Linked DNA regions of Mus musculus: all the other regions are linked to region 5. Evidence: chromatin contacts called from public HiChIP or PLAC-seq and promoter capture Hi-C data. All regions are on one chromosome and are shown on one strand. The core of a region is the stretch at or near the end of the contact, and the rest is flanking DNA. Distances in the headings are between cores, read along the strand shown. Region 1 holds the start of E130018N17Rik (RIKEN cDNA E130018N17 gene). Region 2 has its middle 30 kb from the start of Gm46787. Region 3 holds the start of Adnp (activity-dependent neuroprotective protein). Region 4 has its middle 23 kb from the start of Mocs3. Region 5 holds the start of Sall4 (spalt like transcription factor 4).

Region 1 (2,700 bases), core at 131-2,630, 610 kb after region 5:
AGTGCCATCACTACCAACTGGTTTAATTTTTAGACAAGAGGCTCCTATGTGCCAGGCTGGTCTTGAGATTGCTATGTCACTGAGGGTGACTTTAAGCTCCTGAACCCCCTGTTTTACTTGCCTCGTACAAGGTCATACTTGGTTGCACACCCTGCTTTTGAAATTCGGGGTCAAGGGACAGAGCTCAGGTGCTCAGGCTCCTTAGGCAAGGCCGTTACCTACTGAGCTTGAAGCTCAGGGTTCCTTCTGGAAATTACCACAGATAGCTCAGAGGAGACAGGGTGGACCCCTTGGCCTTGGGCCACTATCCACAGCCATCTTCCATCTGATAACCCAGGACAGACATCGGGCCTTCAAGGGGCATCTGGCTGTGTTGGACAGCTTCCAGGTTGTCACTCCTGGGTTGGATGCTCTTGGGATCCCAGGAGTAGAGGCAGGTTCCATTAATCATGTCACCATACAAGCCCCAGACATCAGAGGACGACACAGATTTGCGAAAAGGAAATTTTGAGTGTGTCCCCACCAAATAAGTTGGGGTGCTTCTCATTATGCCTACACAAACACCCCACCACCACCAAATAAAAACGTCTCACGGTCATAATGAGAATCCAACTGACTCTCCCCAAAGCTTTAACATGAACACAACCATCTGAAAACACAGGTCAGGGCCAATGAGATGGCTCAGTGAGTACAGGTGCTTGCTGCTAAGCCTGACAAATGGTTCCACCATCCTAGGGACTCACATGGTGGAAAGATCCAATGCCCATAAACTGCTCTCTAAGCCAGACAGGGTGGTGCTTACCTTTAATACCAAAATTTGGCAAGAAGAGGCAAGTGACCACCCTGGTCTACAAAACAAGAGTTCCAACCCAGTTGGTCTTACACAAGATTCTCCAAAAAACCAACCAACCAAACAAACAAACAAAACAAAACAAAAACCCAGAAACAATTTGACCTCTTGTACTCTGACCACTACAGGTATGCTTGCTGCCTTGGCATGAGCGTGTACACACACACACACACACACACACAAAAGCATGATTGTGTAGGAGGCTGGGTGCTGGGGAGGTGTGGGACTCGGCCTCCATCTTTGCTTCGGTATTAGCCATCTGTCATGCGGCGTTTTTACCACCAGGACTGCTGAAGGCAGGAAGAGAAAGAAGCCGGTTCAGAGCTGCCAGCAGGCGCCTGGAACCTCCCCTGGCTGCTTTGTGTTTCAGCAAGAGCCCTCCCAGCTCCAGCCAGGCAGGCTCCTCCCCATGGCCCTCCTGGGGCCCCCCGCTGGGGGAGGAGGCCCAGCTAAGCCTCTCTCCTGCTGGCTGGGGGTGGGGAAGGGAGGGACTCCAAGCCTAGCACCCAAGGACGACCCCTACAGGCCAGCCAGGGCAGGGCAGCATTCCCTACAGCCGCCATTTCTTCTCTGTCAGCTCTCTGCTGTCAGACAGAGAGCCAAACAGAGCTGGAAGGTCAGATATCTCTGGAATGTATTGAGCACCTACTGGGTGCACAACCTTGAGGAAGAGCACGTGCCCTCTGCAGGTACTGGAAATGTAACTGGGTAGATGGTAGCCGAGGGATCCTACCCAGGGTCCCTCTGGGACTTCATAGCTGGGGTCAGATCCTTTCGCCCACGTGTCACCATGGGTAGGACAGAGGCTATGGTCCACCCAGACAGAACACAGGCAGGGAGAGGGACACTGTGAGGTCTTTGAGCCTAGAGCTCCTTCCTTGTAAAGTGGAGTCACCTGTCTCTGGAGTTTTTATAAGACGTCAGAATCAGGGGCCAAAGCTAAGAGCTGGGAAGTCTGGGCTGGAGCTAGTACAACCTGATGGACAGATGTCCCTCATTCTATGCATCTGATCTCAGAGGCCTCTGAAGGGGCAGAGCCAGGGGCAGGAGGATTAGGAGTTAAAGGTCATCTCTAGCTAATCTGAGGCTGACCTGAAACTTCTGATCTTCCTGCCTCTTCCTCCCAAATGCTGGGATTACAGGAGTGTACCAGTATACCCAGGCTAAGCCTTGCTGCGGGGCCAACATGCAGCCTGGTCTACATGCCAAGTTCTGGGCCAGCCAGGGCTGCAAAGCAAGACCTTGTTTCAAAAATAAAAAAATGTCTGACGTCCAGCTTTTTCCCAAACAGGAGAATCTGTTCCCGTCTCCCTGCAGTTCCGTCTCATGCCTGCTCTGCTGTGGGCAAAGTGTCCCTTCTGCCACCAGGGCCCCTGACTAGTTTTCCTGGGACCACCTGGCCTCCTGGTCTCTTCTAGCCCTGCTGGATTAAGGTGAAAAGCCAGTCTAGGCCACCATAGCCAGACTGCCTGCTGCATGGACAGCCTCTGCCCTGAGTCCTGGATCCTTCCTTCACTGGAAAGTACCTCTCATGGAGAAAATTCATCAAGGTAAAACCTCATGAACAAGATGTTTTGGCTTGGCAGGAAACAAACAGTGGTTAACAACAAATTAGTGAGCTACTGAGCCTCTGGGCACATGGCGCTGAGGGCAGACCCAGGTTGGCTGCAGACATCAGCTATGGTCTCCTGCAGACCTGAGGGGGCACAGGCCTGGCTCAAAGCTCCCTTCACACGGACTGGAACAGTCTTCAGGTGGGATGCTCTTGTGTGCGGCTTAAGCTCTGGCCTGCTCCTCAGGCTCCGTTCCCCAGAGCCCTGCTCCACTGACCTAAGGCTGGGTTTCTTTTC
Region 2 (2,700 bases), core at 121-2,620, 650 kb after region 5:
AGTGCCTGGGCCAAGGAGGAGGCCCTCCTTCCAATACAAACGGGGAAGCTCAAAGGGGAGAGGACCAGACCATAGTCTAGTTTTGAATTTCTAGCTGATGCCTTTTAAAATATTATGTTTATTTTTAAACGGGCTGGTCTTAGGGTTGGAAATAAATACCCACCACCCTGATCCTTCCCTGCTGTGTGTGTGAGTTCATCTTCTATCTGACAACCCTCCAGAGCAATCTAAACTGGCTCCATCTGGCTTTTGCGTGCCCTGGGGCTGCTGGCTCCCCACTTCTGGAAGTGTGACTGATTTTCCACATCCATCCAGACTCTCCAGCTCTCTGCCCAGCATCTTCTGGGAAATTCTTGGCAGTGCCTTGGGTACCAGGCACTTAGAAAGGGAATCCACTGAGACCACACATGGCCATCCATCCATCCATCCATTCATCCATCATAGCTATGACATGTCTAGTTCTGAGTTCTTTCACGAGTCACCCCCACCCCCACCCCCCTCTAGCAAGCCTGCCAGGGCTGGGAACTGCTGGAAGAGCCCAGGCTGGCCTTGGTTGGCCAGCAGCACTGAGTGGCAAAAGCCACTGGGTGGACAACCAGAAGAAAGGCTAGGGGAGGTGAGCGAGGGCTGAGGCTTGGCAGGGTGTCCCATGGTCACCAGGCGCTGCCTATACTGCGTTGGTTCAGCTGTAGCCTGGCCATGAGGCCTAGGAAAGGCGGGAACTGGATTGAAGTTTCATTCAGCAAGGTGGTAATTTGGGGGTGAGAGAGGAAGTTGGGGAGAGTGCACTAAAGGTTTGGATATCTGGAAGGCCAGTTTCTTTGAAGTTCGTTATAACCAAACTTTAAGAGTACTTTTGGGAGGGAGAGGCGGGAGGATCAAGGTTTGAGGTGATTCCCTGGTACCTGTATGTTTGAAGTTAGCCCGGGCTAGGCTTAGGGAAATTGTCAATTTCTGGAGAAGTTGTCACACTCTAAAGGATCTGGGAAGCCAGAAATCACTGTGTTTCTGGAATCCCGTGTCCCAACCCACTTTTTGAACTGGGGACCCAGGAGAAATGGGGAGCTGTCCTGCCCTTTTTCTACCAAGTCAGTCACTAATTGGTTTTGACACACCCCCACTCAGGGCTTCACCTGGTGAAGGTCCTAAGCCAAGGACCCTGCCCAAGGCCGCAGGAAAGATTTTAAACAAAGAGCTGAATTCGCACAGGGTCTAGCCTCTTAGAGGACTCAAGGCTATGGTCCCCAGGTTCTACCCCAAGTGGTCCTGGAAAGGCCTGGAATGCGCTGCTAGCCAGAGGCCTGGAATGCAGCCTGCAGAGGCCGCACCCTGCCCAAACCAGTTTGAACCAGCTGCGGGAAGAAGCCAGTCCAGTCCCTTGGAGCTCCCTCTGGCGCCCAAGCTGTCTTAGAACTGCAGCCGGTTTTAGACTAGGTCTCTGTGGGTGGGGGCGGGGCCCCAGCAAGGCCTGGAGATGGGAGTGGGGGTGGGGTGGTGATAAGTGGGGTGTGTGTAGGGGGGAGTTGGGGGTGCCTGCCCAGCCTCTGCCCAGCGTGGAGACTCCCGGGAACCCTGAGCTGGGCCCCAGGTCACGTCCTTCCATTCCCGCATCTTTGGGCTTCACCTCATGGCACACAGTGGTCGATCTGCCTTTCAGCATCCAGGCCTAAGCCCTGCCTGCGGTGGTGCAGGACAGTTATGCCCCCGGTTTAGGTGGAGGCAGGAGAATCGGAGATTCAAGGACGTTCTAGGGTACATATCAAGTTTGAGGCCTTGATACATATATGATCCTATTTCAAAGAGAGGAGAAACACACAAATTGTGAACACAGTGAAAATTCTTTTTTTATGTGTGTATTTAAACTTTCATTGGATTTACGTATTGTTGGGGGAGGGGAGGAGTGTGTGTGTGTACGTACACGTGTGAAAATCAGGACATTTTTGTGTGGGGAGGGTGTCCATTCTCTCCTTCCATCATGTAATTCCCAGGAATTGTTGGCTACAGACCTTGTTCAGGTGGAATCCTGACACTGTGAGTTAGTTGCTGTGGGATGTGGCCTTAGCTTTGAGTTTTGGATGACACTGGAGTTAGTCCCTTGTGCCAGGTTCTGGGCTTGCTCAGCTGTGGCACTTCTAGGCTCTGCAAGTGTCATCACGTTGGTGGCCCAAGTGTGTGTCACTGTGTGCCGGGCACTATTCCCAGATTGCTGGGTTCCCATCACACCAGCGTGAACATCAGCCCTGCAATGTCTCCATTGAATGGAGGTGGAAACAGGCCTGGAGAGATTGAGCATTGTGGTCATCTTCATAGCTAATCAGTGAGAGTGTGTAGAAGCCAGGAATGGTGGCACACACATTTAAACCCAGCACTCAGGGGGCAGAGGCAGGTGGATTTCTGTAAGTTTGGGGCTAGCCTTGTCTACAAAGCAAGTCCAGGATAGTCAGGAGTATATAGAGAAACCTTGTTTGGGGAAAGAAAAGGAAACAAGAAAAGAAAAGATCATATAGAGGATGGGCAGTTAACTGCAAGGGCTCCATGCAGCCACAGGGAGGAGGGACGACATCACCAAAGGGTCCCCTCCCCCACAGGCTCATGAACACTTTGTTCTCCAGTTGGTGGCACTGTGGTGGGAGCTATGGAACCTTTAGGAGGCACAGCCCTGCTGGAGGAAGTTTATCAGTTGGCGTGGATTTTGAGGGG
Region 3 (2,700 bases), core at 56-2,555, 560 kb after region 5:
GCATGAAACCCAGTGTCTGAGGAGAACAGTAGAGATGAATTCACACAGCCTGCCTGTCTTCTGCATTGTGTGCTTCCCCATCTCTACTCCTTGATGAAAGGCCTTAGCCTCAGCCCCACCTCCTTTTAAATAGTTTCTATTCCTTGTTTTACATTGTTGAGCTATTGATTAGGGGTTTAAATATATGTTCTAATAATTGCAAAAAATAAATGTTAGGTGGAAGTTTGTTCAACTTCCCAACCAAACCCTTAGACACTGAGCTGTCTGTATATATAGTCTGATTCTTTCAAAATTTGCAACTTTGTAGAGACCTCATGTTGGGGGAGGGGTGGCCAATCCTTCACAACTGCACTTGCTACTTTGTAGAGCTTTTAGCCATCCTTATCTACGGTAGGGTAACTACTGTTCCTTTAAAGTGGACCGAGGCTGTTGATGTTGACATGGTATGTTGGTTGGGGATGATCCAAAGTTACAAAGCCAACAGTGCAGGTGCTGTCACATACCAGAATTGTGGGTGAGTGCCAGACCGTTTTCATCCTTAGCCATTGACAATCCAATGGCCTCAACTCTACAAATCCCACTTTTTTTTTCCTTGAGTCAATGGTAAGTGGCCATCTGATGACTTGAAGGAATGACTTGAGTCCAAGGAACAGCAGAAGTGAAAAGCTGAGTCCCTGTCTATCCCATACCAGTTCACTAGAAGAGCTGACATGGCCTCAGAGCTGTGTCATCTCAAAAAATGGGAGGAACACGAGGGCATCACACCTCATTAAAGGCAGGAGGCAGCAGGCTCAACCCTTGGCTTTGCCTCCAGCTTGGGAGAGCTGACTCTGAGCACGTGGGCCTTGGGCAGCCCCAGGCGCCCTCCTGCCAGATGTAGTTCAGGCCCAGATGGGCCCGCGCAGGGATCCCCAGTGCAGCCACCTGACTGACTGTCGAGGCGTGCTGCGGCCCGCTACTTCTGCCTCCGCCGGCGGCGCTGCGGTCAGAGGAAGGCACCCAGGAGCGCAGTGCGGCCATTATCCACGGCGCCTCCTAGTGGGGCAATGGCAAAGCCTCCACGTTCTCGCGAGAGCTCCCCTCAGTGGGGATTATATAATCTCACCCAGGAGAGGCTGGGGGGGGCTGGGGCCACCCTGCCATAAGGAAAGTGGGTGTCGCCGCAGCCGAGGACCGAAGAGCTCTCCCTTGGGGGGGGGTCGCCGAGTAGGGGGTCCATGGCCCCCGCCCCCCCCCAGCTGGACAATGAGTCCTCTTATGCTAATGAGTCGCTTACGTCACTTCCGCTCTTTCTCGGCCGCCATTTTGGCTAGGGCAGGTTCGGGGACTTGCTCTGAGGCGCTTGTATTGTCTGCTGAGGGGAGACGCGGGACCAGCCCCCTCCCCCGCCCGCCGCCGCCGCCGCCACCCGTCCGGTCTACCCGCCGCCGCCGGGACCCATGAGCTGAGCGCCCGCCCGCCGCCATCTTGGCCCCCTCCCCCTCCAGCCGCGCTCGCTCGGGGGGGATTTGGCGTCGCCTCAGCCACAGCTCCCTCTCTCGGTCTCCGCCGCCGAGGAGCCGCGCGGCCGTCGCCGCCCGCCTGCCCGCCCGCGACGGTGAAGCCGCGGCCCCACGCCCTCCGCCGCCCTCCGCCCCTCCTTTGTCTGCACTGCCCGCGCCGCCGCCCGCCGCTCTGCTGCGCCCGCCGCGCCCCCCGGCAGCAGCCGCGGCCGCGGCTCGAGCCGGAGCCCGAGCGCGACGAGGCCCCGGGCGCGTCCTCGCCGCCATCGCCGTGCCGCCGTCCACCCGCCGCCGTGCTCTAGAGCACGCCGGCCCCGCGCACGCCTCGAGGCCGAGCCAAGGTAAGCCCCGCGGCCCTGCCCGCCGCCGATCCCGGGCGCGGTCATTGTGCTCGGCGTGCACACACCGCCTCGAACCCCAGTCGGCCGCAGCCCTCCTGCAGCCCGATCCCCTTCTCCGCCCCGCGGGGCTGCCGGCCGGCCACCATGGGCTTTTGCGGCTAGTGGCATCTTCCCGCACCCACCCCGCCCCCAGCCGAACCCCGCTCGCTCTCTCGTCCTCAGAACTAATCCCCTCCCGCCCTCCCCCAGTCCCCGGAACCAGCCTTCTGCCAGGTCTGCCCACCCTAGGCTTGGAAAGGGGGGAAAGGCCTGGGGGGCGGGGAGCGTGCATGGCAGAGGGTGAAAGTCTTTGCCTCCCCAACAACATGCCAGTTTCCCTCCCATCCTAACCACCACAGCCCCTCACCGGCCCTGCTTTCAATCTGGGCTACCTGGTCAGCACTCCCTCTTTAGAGCTTTCTGATCAACTTTGCAGTCAGAAAATGGAAATCCAGAAAGCCGCGGAAAGAATTTTTTTCGAATGCAATGAATGGGGAGTAGTTCTTTGAGCACCCTCTTATTCGCCTCTTCTTTCCTCTGAGCTGCCTGTCCTTCTCCTCCCTTCCCCACCCTACCCCCAACCTGGATGCCTGTCTGCTAGAAAAGGCGCGATTGCTTCTCTTCTTCTCTCCAAGAAGTCTAATACTCATTTTAGTCTCACTCCCTGCCACACACCCCAAGTGTCTTCTCAGTGTTCTTCCAGTCACCAGGTCCTCTGGACAGTTCTTGTCATAACCCCATTTCACAGACAAAGGCTTAGGAGGGAAAAAGAACCAAACTGTTTCCTGTGTTAGCCATTTTAATGCTGTCCAGCCCCA
Region 4 (2,700 bases), core at 186-2,685, 510 kb after region 5:
TTGGGGTTTGTTTGGGGTTTTTTGCTTTGGGCTTTCTGGTTGGTTGGTTGGTTGGTGTTGTTTTCCAGACAGGGTCTCACGTAGCCTTAGCTTGCTATGTTGGTGAAGCCAGCCTTGAACTCCCCAACCTCCTTCCTCCACCTCCCAAATGCTAGGATCACAGTGGAGAGCCACCCTGCTCAGTTGAAGGTCCAGTTCTGAAGAACAGATTCTATTGGCCGACATTGGCGATAGGTCTATGAAACTGGAGGAAGCAACAGTGGGTGTGGTCCTCAGGAAATGCCCGAGGGGTAGCAGATGTCAAGGGTACTCTTAACTGTTGCTCCAGGAGCAGACAGCCACAGTGGAAGGTCTGGTCACCTAACAGCAGAGAGGCGGGGGTGAGGGCCGGGAGGGGCACCAGTGTCAGCTTCAGCTGAGTTTTCATGGCACCATGAAGGCTTTCACGCATGCTCCATCTGCTGGCACCCCAGCTGCTAATTGCCGATGCATGTTCACACCTCAATAGCAGACTTGGCAAAAGCAACCTGAGAGCTTTTCATTAGCACTTAGAAGACAAGCTGCTCGGCCTCTCTCTGTTACTCAGCCTCCCAGTTATGTTCTTCCAACCCCTCCCCCATACCCCCACCGCTACCCATCTCCCCCTGCCCCCATTCTCCCCCCCTTACCCGTTACCCATACCCCCTCCCTCCTTGACCCCTGGAGTCTCTCCTCTATGAAGCTAAGCACAGCGGTATATGAAGGGGCTGAGTGGCCCTACCTCTGCCCCTCGGGAGCTGGGTGGCCTTGAGTTGCTTACTTAACTTCTCTAAGCAGTATTTTCTCATATGGAAAAGAGAGGTAACAGACTAGATCTGGAGCTCGGTTGGCAGAGCTCTTGCCTAGCACGCATGACGTTCTAGGTTCAAGCCCCCGCATCTCGTAAAGGATGTAGTGGTTAGAGCGTGTGTGTCCTCTTAGCGATTGAGAGGGGAAGGTGTGTGTGTGTGTGTGTATGTGTATGTGTGTGTGTGTGTGTGTGTGTGAGAGAGAGAGAGAGAGAGGGAGAGGGAGAGGGAGAGGGAGAGGGAGAGGGAGAGGGAGAGGAGGGAGGAGGGAGGAGGGAGGAAGGAGGAAGAAAGGGGGCGGGCCATGGAGACTCTTCTCCAAGGACCAAAAGGTGGGGACATGAAGGAAAGTGAGATTCACTGTAAAGTGCTTGTCAGAGGAAGTAGCAACTGTTTCCAAAACTACTGGTTTGGGAAGGACCACTCTGTTCCCAAGTGTCCTAAAACTGCTTTAAAGGAGAAAGGTTGCGATGAGAGAGCTAACTTGAAAACGAGTCAGTTTTAAGTTCATACAATTGAAACGCCCGTGGTCCTGCACCAGCCTCTCACACAGCGGGGTGCCACAGGCCGTGAGGAATCCCGCCAATTTTACAATTTCCACCGTGTTCATCCACTCTTGCGTTCCTCACGTCGATCACTGACAGCTCAAGACTCATGGTGATGGCATGGCTGCCACAGGCCCAGACGTTCACCTTCTCAAGACCAAATCTAAGAGGAAAAACAAAGAACTAAGATAACCCCTAAGCCCTGAGATTTGCTCTGACCAGAAAGGCTTAACCATGTGACCAACCCTGAGCCAATCAATGAGGACCTGAGGTGGCAACGGCCCATATCCAGGGGATGGGGGGTGGGAGGTACCTGTGGTCTGAAAGCACACAATGCCTCTCTATCGCCCTCTGTGGAGAGAGGTTGACATTGCACCAAGTGACTAAGTGTAAAGGCCAGGTGTATAGAGGAATTCTGTTCTAGACCACAACGATGGCGTTTACTGAATCATACACTTGCCTGGCAGAAGCTGTAGTAAGAGAGAAACACGTAGTTGCAGCCAGGAACAAGCCTTTAGCCCCATCTTTGGCCTCCCTTCCTGATTCACAGACCAAACAGAAACCACAACAGGGTACTCAAGCTACAAAATCCTCAAAGGTCACTTTGCCTGGGATAAGGAATGCTGCTTGGGTGTGACTTATTTCCAAGGAACTAATGGGCAGAAAACTTGGTCCTCCAAGTCGCCATCTTGTGAAGCAGTAGCTCCTAGAAGTGTGTAGGTCACGGGGTCTTCCCTTAGCAGGGCTATAGCAGCTCTCATGAGACCCCATTCAATTCCCATAGGAATGAAGCGTTATAAAGAGCAGGTCTGACCCACCCCTCCTCTCTGACCTCCTTACCGTGTGATCTCTCCGTCTTCCACATACAGTTGGCATGATGCCATCCACCAAGGTGTGACCTAGCCACGTGGGTCTCTCCTCTGAACATAGCCCATGATGGCACCGTGCCCTTGAACCTCCAAAACTAAAAGCCAAATAATTTCTTTTCAAGATATAAGAGCCAACTTCAGGGAATTTTCTCATAGCAACAGGAAGCAGGCTGGTTACACCTAACTCTACAGGTACAGTCGCTGTCCCTAGTTTACTGAGGAAGCCAGCACAGGTCTGTAGTCAGCATATGAGTGTGTGGAGGCAGGAGGCTGGAAGCCATTGCTGAGGCTGAGGTGGGTCGCATCCAAATGCCTGCGGGTCCCTTTATGGTCAAGTCGGTACACAGGGCCAGTCTTCTCACTATGTAAGTCAGCATCCCACACTCAGACCAAACACCTCAGAGGACAAGCTTGGAGGAGGGACGGTCTCTCTCTGCTCATGATTTCAGAAGTTTTCAT
Region 5 (2,700 bases), core at 107-2,606:
TGTCCTATTTCTTTTAGATGTTGCGCTCGAAGTAATTCAAGCTACGTTGCAGAAGAAAGACCAGAACTGGAAAGCAGGCATTTCTGTAAGGGCTCAGTGCTAGCTACGCATATCAAACCTGTGGTCCAGCTGACTTATTCAGCTCTGGGTTGTCCACAGGCACAGGTGAGCATGCTCATGAGGTCAGGCTCCTGTTTCCCGCTTCCTTCCTCACCAGCCTCTCAGAAGCAGGAAACGACAAATAGCTAATCAAGAAAATGCAAAGCAGAAAGATGGAGGAGAGGCTGATGTCTGCCCAGTCTCTCATAATGAAGGCAAAGTCAAATAAGGATCTAGCTGTCCACAGGTCCCATGGGAAGGCCACAGAGGGGGCTGGCCAGTTAGTTGAACTTCTTCAACACTGAGCTCAGACACTGTTGCAAGGAAGTTAGCCAATTAAACTTAGGTAGATTTGAGAAATAAATTTTTATATCCATACACACCCTTTTAGGAAATTCTAGGCATTCCCGAATCAGGACCACACAACTTCAGGAGGAAGTGGCTTTTCTGTAAGTCAGTTCTGTATTGCAGTGTTCTAGAAAGCAGTTAAGTACAAACACCCTCGTACCTTTTGGGAGCCCTGAACAGCTTTAGGGATAGAATCTGCAACCACTTGCTATTCTGGAATTGTTTTCTAGCAAGTTTGCTTTTCATCTGCCCTTTCTACAGTTAGCAGACAGTGGTTTAGAAGTGCTTCCGAAAATCCAGGAAGTTTACAACAAATCCTGGCTCGTGAATATGAATCCCGCGAGTATTACTCAGCATTTTAAGGATGCAAACCCTGGTGGGTTCGGAAGAGCTTGAAATTAGGTAAGATGGGGAGGTGGGATGGACAGAAGGTACCACCGGCCACTTCAAAACGCAGTTTTAACATTTCCGTAAAAAGAAAATTGAAAAGGGACTCGAGTCTCTTGTTCAGGTTTGATTTTAGAGGGAAAAGTTGAACCGACTTATTTTTCTGTGAGCGGAAAGACCTTTCTCAGCTGGTAGTTATCAACTACGCCAATTACTACAATAATTTTGTGGAGCGCGTAACCGAGATACATCGGTTCTAGAACTTTCATGTCCAGCCCTGATTTTCAATAAACCAATTTTCCTTTTTCCGTCTCAGAATTCGGATAGTGGCCGCAAGGATGATTCCCCCCACCTCCAAGTCGATCCACGCCTCGGCCAATCTGAGCCCGGATGCTAATTAGCTATGCTTCCTAGATGAACACGCCTTTGTCACATGTAGGGCCGGACTACAAGGCCCAGCATGCCTCTCCCCTCCCTGATCAATGAGGGCTTATTTAAATGATCTCTGAGGTCTTGGACCCAGGCCAATCAGCTGTCAGAGCTCATGATAAATCGCAATGCATTATTGATAATAATAATTACTGGGACATGCGCGTTTCGGCCGAAGGGGGCTAAAATTTCCCAACTCCAGGAATTGGTGGCGGAGAGGGGGCAAGTCACCAGGGCTCTTCCCGGCGCCCCAATGCGCGCACCATGTCGAGGCGCAAGCAGGCGAAGCCCCAGCACATCAACTGGGAGGAGGGCCAGGGCGAGCAGCCTCAGCAGCTACCGAGCCCCGACCTCGCCGAGGCGCTGGCGGCGGAGGAACCCGGTGAGTGCGGCTGCGGCCACGTCCGTGCGCCCGACTGTCCGTGCGTCCCGGGAGGGCGCTCCTAGCACTGCCGCGCGTCCCTCGAGGGCGCGGGTTCCGGGAGCCGATTCTGGAATGGGGATTCCGGACTCTGTTCCAGGAAAGGAGAGATGCGGAGGGAGGGAGCCTCAATCCCCCACCTCGGAGGGAGCCTCAACCCGCCCACCCCTTTGCAAATCCCCCTAGTTTTCTCCCTCTTATTGTAAAGTTGATTCCACATTCTGCCTCTCCCTCCAACTTCTCTCTCCTCGTCCACAGTCCCATAATTGGTTTCCCTCCTTTGGATACATAAGCACCCACCTACGCCGGTAACTTGGGCTTCCTTCACCCCCTCTCTAGTGGCGCCGCTTTTAAAAGAAAGAGACCCCCAAGTCTCCCCACCCTCTCTACTACCCTCTTGGGGGCCCCTGGGGGAGGGGCGCACCTCTGGGGGACCCCCCGAGGAGGGCGATCTGTTGCACGCGCCCCTCCCAGGCCGAGTGGGGGGAGGGGGCGCGACCTCTCCCCACCCCCAGGCCGGGGTACGGGCCACCCGCACAGCGCAGAGGGCGGGGGAGGCTGTTGGGCTTAGTTCCCTTTCGGAGGAAGGGAACTTTTATTTTTTTGTAATTTTAGATATTTTGTTTACCTTTTTTTTTCTTTCCGCCTTTCCCGGGGGCTACGGCGCCTGCTGCCGGTCCTCGCCCTAACCTTTCGGGGCCTGACCTCCAGCCATCTTTGATTTCCGACTATCTAAAAATAACCGCGGCCAGCGGGAGGGTGCGGGCCGGGGCCCGGGCAGCGGGTGCATGGTCACCCCCTCTGGGGCGCACCCCCGCTCCTTTATTTATTTTTTTGCACGGATCCCCCGGGCGGCACTGCTCAGCACACGCCCGGGAGGTGAAAGGGGAGAGGTCGGGTTGCGGCTGACCCGGCCTGAGCCTCCACGGAGTTCAGGACCTCAGCGCGGCCGGGAGCTGCGGGCGAGCCCCTCGTCCCTGCCCGCCGTGCTGTCGCCGAAGAAACCGGGAACGTTG

Evidence for each region. Promoter capture Hi-C pulls out the DNA fragments that hold promoters and counts their contacts. HiChIP or PLAC-seq counts read pairs in DNA pulled down with a chosen protein or histone mark.
Region 1: a contact with region 5 is called in a promoter capture Hi-C map of embryonic stem cells, with 2.5 times the contacts expected there. The contact joins the promoter of E130018N17Rik here to the promoter of Sall4 in region 5. A contact is called at or near these places in 1 of 39 promoter capture datasets (embryonic stem cells), 2 of 115 datasets of contacts at active chromatin or transcription factors (both in embryonic stem cells) and 1 of 9 other capture datasets (embryonic stem cells).
Region 2: a contact with region 5 is called in an H3K27ac HiChIP or PLAC-seq map of stem cell-derived epiblast-like cells, with 7 times the contacts expected there. The contact joins the enhancer-like site here to the promoter of Sall4 in region 5. A contact is called at or near these places in 1 of 39 promoter capture datasets (embryonic stem cells), 3 of 484 Hi-C or Micro-C datasets (cerebellum and embryonic stem cells) and 7 of 115 datasets of contacts at active chromatin or transcription factors (embryonic stem cells, stem cell-derived epiblast-like cells and stem cell-derived neural progenitor cells).
Region 3: a contact with region 5 is called in a promoter capture Hi-C map of second pharyngeal arch cranial neural crest. The contact joins the promoter of Adnp here to the promoter of Sall4 in region 5. A contact is called at or near these places in 7 of 39 promoter capture datasets (cranial neural crest, embryonic stem cells, frontonasal cranial neural crest and 3 more) and 4 of 115 datasets of contacts at active chromatin or transcription factors (embryonic stem cells, epiblast stem cells and extraembryonic endoderm stem cells).
Region 4: a contact with region 5 is called in an H3K27ac HiChIP or PLAC-seq map of epiblast stem cells, with 3 times the contacts expected there. The contact joins the enhancer-like site here to the promoter of Sall4 in region 5. A contact is called at or near these places in 1 of 39 promoter capture datasets (cranial neural crest), 7 of 115 datasets of contacts at active chromatin or transcription factors (embryonic basal ganglia, embryonic forebrain, embryonic hindbrain and 4 more) and 1 of 9 other capture datasets (embryonic stem cells).

What each region holds. Positions count from the first base shown.
Region 1 is chr2:168,153,193-168,155,892 of GRCm38.p6, reverse strand. It overlaps E130018N17Rik (RIKEN cDNA E130018N17 gene), which reads left to right and starts at 1,380. Exons shown (of 2, transcript NR_040327.1): 1 at 1,380-1,539; 2 at 2,142-2,700.
Region 2 is chr2:168,113,796-168,116,495 of GRCm38.p6, reverse strand. No RefSeq gene overlaps it. Among named protein-coding and RNA genes, the nearest start is that of Gm46787, 30 kb to the left of the region's middle. Within about 2 kb of position 1,370, at least 104 of the 459 cell types and tissues checked have an H3K27ac peak or open chromatin away from gene starts, as enhancers often do. A contact at or near this core is called in embryonic stem cells and stem cell-derived epiblast-like cells, where this site is marked.
Region 3 is chr2:168,205,717-168,208,416 of GRCm38.p6, reverse strand. Adnp (activity-dependent neuroprotective protein) reads left to right here and starts at 1,305. Exons shown (of 4, transcript NM_009628.3): 1 at 1,305-1,843. All of the region lies in intron 9 of Gm20716 (predicted gene 20716), which reads left to right.
Region 4 is chr2:168,251,791-168,254,490 of GRCm38.p6, reverse strand. No RefSeq gene overlaps it. Among named protein-coding and RNA genes, the nearest start is that of Mocs3, 23 kb to the right of the region's middle. Within about 2 kb of position 1,435, at least 47 of the 459 cell types and tissues checked have an H3K27ac peak or open chromatin away from gene starts, as enhancers often do. A contact at or near this core is called in embryonic limb bud and epiblast stem cells, where this site is marked.
Region 5 is chr2:168,765,857-168,768,556 of GRCm38.p6, reverse strand. Sall4 (spalt like transcription factor 4) reads left to right here and starts at 1,356. Exons shown (of 4, transcript NM_175303.4): 1 at 1,356-1,645. The coding sequence starts at 1,528. It overlaps Gm14261 (predicted gene 14261), which reads right to left and starts at 2,414. Exons shown (of 2, transcript NR_166178.1): 1 at 2,313-2,414; 2 at 447-1,775.